Linked DNA regions of Cricetulus griseus: region 1 is linked to region 2. Evidence: chromatin contacts called from public Micro-C data. All regions are on one chromosome and are shown on one strand. Each heading gives the region's core, a stretch centred on a gene start, on an enhancer-like site or on the middle of the called end of the contact. The rest is flanking DNA. Distances are from core to core; before and after follow the strand shown. Region 1 overlaps Pbx1 (pre-B-cell leukemia transcription factor 1). Region 2 overlaps Pbx1 (pre-B-cell leukemia transcription factor 1).

What was found. A called contact is a pair of places that touch in the nucleus more often than the background predicts.
Region 1: a contact with region 2 is called in a Micro-C map of the CHO-K1 cell line, with 3 times the contacts expected there. The contact joins two enhancer-like sites. A contact is called at or near these places in 2 of 8 Hi-C or Micro-C datasets (both in the CHO-K1 cell line).

The regions. Positions count from the first base shown.
Region 1 is chr5:24,494,952-24,497,651 of CriGri-PICRH-1.0, forward strand. All of the region lies in intron 2 of Pbx1 (pre-B-cell leukemia transcription factor 1), which reads left to right. Among named protein-coding and RNA genes, the nearest start is that of Pbx1, 210 kb to the left of the region's middle. Within about 2 kb of position 1,385, at least 2 of the 6 cell types and tissues checked have open chromatin away from gene starts, as enhancers often do. A contact at or near this core is called in the CHO-K1 cell line, where this site is marked.
Region 2 is chr5:24,401,431-24,404,130 of CriGri-PICRH-1.0, forward strand. The region is part of intron 2 of Pbx1 (pre-B-cell leukemia transcription factor 1); the gene reads left to right. Among named protein-coding and RNA genes, the nearest start is that of Pbx1, 110 kb to the left of the region's middle. Within about 2 kb of position 1,326, at least 1 of the 6 cell types and tissues checked has open chromatin away from gene starts, as enhancers often do. A contact at or near this core is called in the CHO-K1 cell line, where this site is marked.

The sequences.
Region 1 (2,700 bases), core at 135-2,634, 94 kb after region 2:
GCTGAATTCTAGCAATAGTCTCGTTTGTCTGTCTTTCCCATGCAACCATTTGTCCATGTCAGGAATGCCTTTAGTCATTGTATTTGTGTGTCATCAGTATCCGTCTAGGACATAGTACCCACTCAGGGAATGGTTTGTGAAAGTGTGTATATAGCGCGCGCGTGTGTGTGTGTGTGTGTGTGTGTGTGTGTGTGTGTGACAAAGCACAACCTTGGCTATCATTCCTCGGGAATCCTGTCTCTACCTTTTCATCTTGCTTTTTGAGACAGAGTCTATAACTCATCAATTAGTCTAGACCTGTTGGCCAGTAGGCCTCTGGGGATTTACCTGTCTCTGCCTCCCTTCCCAGTGCTGAGATTACAAGAGTATACCCCTCCCCCTACCAATGGGTTCTTAGGGATTGAACTCAGGTTTCCATGCTTATAAGGCAAGTACTTTTTGTAAACTTAATCAACCAGCCTACTTTCAATAATGCTTTTTTTTAAGTGTAATGGATAAACAAATTAAGTATATTTCATAAAAAAAGGAACTGGTCCATGAATGAATTGCTATAAATCTCTAGGCATTGATCACAGTTCACCAGAGCTGGGCTCCTTTTCCTCTTCCATCCCTGCCTTTCTTTGTGGGAGCAGAGAATGTCAATCCCCAAGAATCTGGGTGTGGCTCAGGTGTAAAGGGCATGGTCACCCCTGCAGAACCATATGGTTGATGAGACAAGGTGCTGTGATGTGATCCAGAAGGGACATGGTGTAGTACTCTGTCCTCAACGCTAGGACATCTGTCCCTGTCATGCCTCTTGATCCAGAGACATTCTGTGAGTTATTTTATCTCCCTCTCCTAAAAAGACTCCCCCCACCCGAGTCCTCTTTCCCTCCTTAAACTCTGCTCTTTGGTTTCTAGGGAAATCATAGTTTCTTAAAAATCAGCATATTCTTCAAATGGATGAATTCTACCCCTAGGGATTTCTTTTCCTTGTAAACTTAAATTAATTTGTCACTGAAAGAAAAATCCAAAAGCAACTACAGTGAATTTTACACACCAAAGCAAAGCAATAGAAGTGACTGCAAAATTTTAAACCAATCTGAGCACTAGGGAGTCTTTGCTGTATAAGGATTAAGTCTCTCCTCTTTCATTGTGAAGAATTTAGGAATCTGAGACCAGTGTGTCCACCCTTATGTATGCGAGCTGGAGCTTCAACAGCTGGGCCAACATTTCAGACTGAATGCCTGTATTGGATTCGTGGTCTTACGTTTTTGTGCACTCCAAGTGCCCTATACACATCAGGGAAACAAGGGAAAGCTGCCATTCTCAGATGGTGGCTATGTTTCATTCACCACATAAATTGCGTAAATGCTTAGCAATCAGATGAGTAACTGGAGAAACCATTCCTTGACGTTTGCTTTAGCATCTTTGAAACAGTCTCAGGGGTGTTTGGGTCATGAGACTAATGGCAATGCTACTTTTCATGAGGAAAACCTGAGTAGTTAGTCACAGGACACCAGCGCCCACTACAGTGTTTCTGGAGTGTAGGCACAGGACCAAGCACAGGACCACAGGAGTGACCTGCAGGAGGGAAGAATTACAGAAATGCCTGCTTCTTGTTTTGTACACACACACACACACACACACACACACACACACACGCACGCACGCACACTGTATTCCTATCACTTAACTTCTGGACAGATGATCCACCACATGTCATGGCCATCCAGAGTTTTAAAACCATTAGTATTGTCATTGGCCTAAAGTAGAAGTCTCTAGATCTGGACCAATCACTGTATCTCGGGATCCTGGCTAGAAGAAGGGCCGATTAAGGGCGATTCACACTGCTTATGTTCCATTCACACTGCGTTGTGTAATCTTAAGCTAGTTGCTTTATTTTCTAATGTCATCATGGCTCCAGTGCCCATTTAGAGGTAACTTTCAAAGATGAGGTGTTTTATAGCATTTTAACTTTGCTGTAGGGAGAAGGAATATATGTTCTACAAATATTATAGAACCTTGACAGAAGAGCTAGGCACATCGTTCATTGGAGCCATCAAGCTGCCTTTCTCTACACTGTTTCTGAGAGCTCAGAGGTCATCTTGGTGGCAGAGGGATGGTGATGGAGTTCTGTTTTGCAAAGCAGAAAGAGAGCCAGGAACTAAAAGGTCATCCTAGCCGGGATGCTGAACTTGAAAACCAAGGTGTGGTACCAGCTGATCATCACTGTGCTATCAGGAAGAGCAGCATCCAGCTCCATCTTCCAGCATTGGAAGCAAAGGGAGATTCACCTTTCAAGAGGACTGTGGCCCTTACTGTAACTTTTGGAGGTGTGGTAGTCGAAGAATTCTGTGAATTTTTTGTCTATGTTAGGACAGAAGGGGGTATTTTTGAAGCTGTGGAAATGACACCATGCTATCAGTTTTACTGGTGTAACTTGTTTAGGAAAAACAGAAAGGAATTTTGTAAAAGGCAGCAGAGAAGCTGACATTGACCTCTACCCTGTGAGACTACAGGCTGCCCCTTAATGTCTGTTTGTCCACCCCGCTACCTGGGCACCAGTGGAAACAGCTGTGAGACCAGAAGAGGGGAGAAGGAACCCCAACTTAATTTACCTGCAGAGCTAGTTCTGTGTCCTGTGTACTTCAGTTCAAGCACCAGCAAAAAAAGGCTTAGCCCCCCATTACCATCTATGGAGCATTCACAGCAACCACA
Region 2 (2,700 bases), core at 76-2,575:
GAGACATGGAAGTAGAACTTCCTGGGCAAAGAAAAGGAATGAGCATGAGGAAATGGGTCTTCCTACTATGTAGGGTTGGATATGAATAGTGATGGAATAAGACAGCATAAATTAGGTTCAGATTCTGGAGAGGAGATGAAAGATGCCTAAAGTGGTTAATTCATTCATTTTCTGAAAACCCCATGCATTTAGTATTTCTTGTCCCGAGTCTCAGAAAATGTGTCTGATGGTGAACACACTCATGTCTGAAGCAGAACTTCCTAATGCAACATAGCATCTTGCATGGCAGGTGGGATTCTAAGATTAGACATGGAGAACTTTGTGGATTTCGGAAAGACAAAGTGAAAGACAGTAGCCAATAAAACTCTTCACTGTATACAGAGTCATCTGTGTTTAGAGGGCAAGGGAAATCCTTGCTTGGTGCATGTAAAAGTAACCAACAAGGCAAAATGGAATGTCCTCAGATGAACTCAGCTCCTGAGATTGACATTCTTCCAATAGATGGCTGGTAGTGGGCAGCCTCACTCTGGGCAGCATCAGAGGCATCGTCCCTGTCTCTATAACTGATGCACTTTGAGATTACCAAGCACAATTCATTTGGCAGTGAAAGAAGAGAGTGTTGTGTGATTGCTGTCCTTATGGAAGAACTGTTTTTCTGATGAACAAAGCTGTTGGCTTTTTCTACGTGACCACTTGGAAACTAGCTGGTAGCTAGGCCTCCAGCAAAACATCTTTAGAACTGGTCACTCCATTGCCATAAGCTCTTAGGGGGAAGCCAACCCCATCCCCTGGCACTCTGAACTATGGTTTGTAATTTATTTGTTTTCACTGGCCAATTTGTCCACTAACAATTATCCAAGTCAAGCTAAATATGGCAGTTTTTTTCTACAAAAGATAATGCTATCTGAAAATCAGCAGATACCAACATAATCCTAAGATGAACCTTAAGCATACCCTCTCCACAGGCCCCTCTCTGACCCAGTTCTGCAGGGTCATTTTTATGGACTTCTCGGTTTTTCTTCTGAGGTAATGGCAGGCATTGCAAATTCCATTTCTGTTTACCTGCACCTACAAAAAAGCCAGTGTGAGGAACACGTCTTCCTATAGGCAGGGTGGGGACAAATGAAATTCAAATTCTACGTGCATCTTCTTATATCAAGACCAATGTTTTGGGAAATGGCTTGCCAATAAGCAGAGAAACCAGTCATAGATTTTCCTTCCAGCACTCTCCCTCCTCCTGAAGTTTACACAGGTCTTCACACTCTTAATTAACCACATCAAATAATTTGTTTCCTGGGCTGGGCTAGCAGGGCGATGTCTTTTTATTTGGGTGATGAATGACGAATGATGATTCAGCAGGGAATGATTCAGGCGAGGAGATGGAGGGCTACAAAGCCCTCACCAAACTCTTTGCACATTGGAAGGACTAAGATAGTTAATGAGACTGTTAATGAGACAGTCTGCTGCTCTGGACACTCGAGGAAGATGTCAACAGCAGGGGTTGGGGACCTCGGGAGACTTGGGAAATGGTGATAGAATGTAAAGACTCCTCTCAAAACAGGCCGTAGGACACAGTGTGAGCAGCCTTCTGGACATTGACTACAGGGGACAACTCGCTTTGGCCTTTTTATTTATAAAGTCACAATCAGATCCCAGGAGACTACAAAGAACAGACCAAATGCAAAGCCCTTGCACCTGACAAATACTGCTTTTGTAAGAAAACGTAAAATTGGGTTGTGTGCACTTGGCAGATTTAACCAGTTGAAGGACAGTTTTTTACAGCCTTATGTTTTCGAGTTATTTTCTATCGTTACCTAGAATGAATCTTCCCTCCTCTGAGTTGCCCTGGAGGCTTGCTTATGTCCTAATTGGTCTTCACCCCTAGAAGTCGTCTTTCAGGCAACTCTTATCAGCCCTCCTTTTAAAGATGTCTGTTTGGAGGCTCTGAGGATGTGGTACCTGGATTCCACAAATTGTCTTCAACTCCATGCCCTTGAGGGTGCTGCTGCTTTTAACCCACTGGTCTGACCTCAACTGTGCCAACCTATGATAGAAATATTGGTGGCTGTGTGGCTACGTCAGTTAATGGTTCATCATTCTGAACATAAGTGAGATCTGTTTGTTACCCTTCCCTGTGTGGAAGTCTAGTCTACCCAAATGTGGCTGGTTGAGTAGACCTCGATGTACCCACCAGGTTGATGTTTTCTAAGAATCTATCACTTAGTTGCTTAAAAAAAATCATGAGCTTGAAAATCATAAAGCAAATATTTGTAACATTTGTGTTCATTTTTTAAAACTGTATTTATTTTTATTGTGTGTGTGTGTGTGTGTGTGTGTGTGTGTGTGTGTGTGTGTGTATGTGTGTGTATGCATGTACACCTGTGCTACAGTGCGTGTGTATGGAAGTGAGGTGACTACTTGGTGGCTTTCCTTCCATGTTTACCTGAGTTTCAGAAAGAGAATGTGGGCTCTTAGGCTTGCTCAATAAGGCTTACCTGCTGAGCCCTCACATCCATCTTTTCAAAGGTATAGCCTTCCTTTTGGGGAATTTCTGAAAGGAATCTCATAGGTTATAGGTTCTGTTTTGTTTTGTTTGTTTGTTTTTGAAATTCTCTTCATTTGTTTTTATTTCTGCATATATGTATATATATATATATATATATATTCTGCATATATAATCTATCTATCTATTGCTTGTCT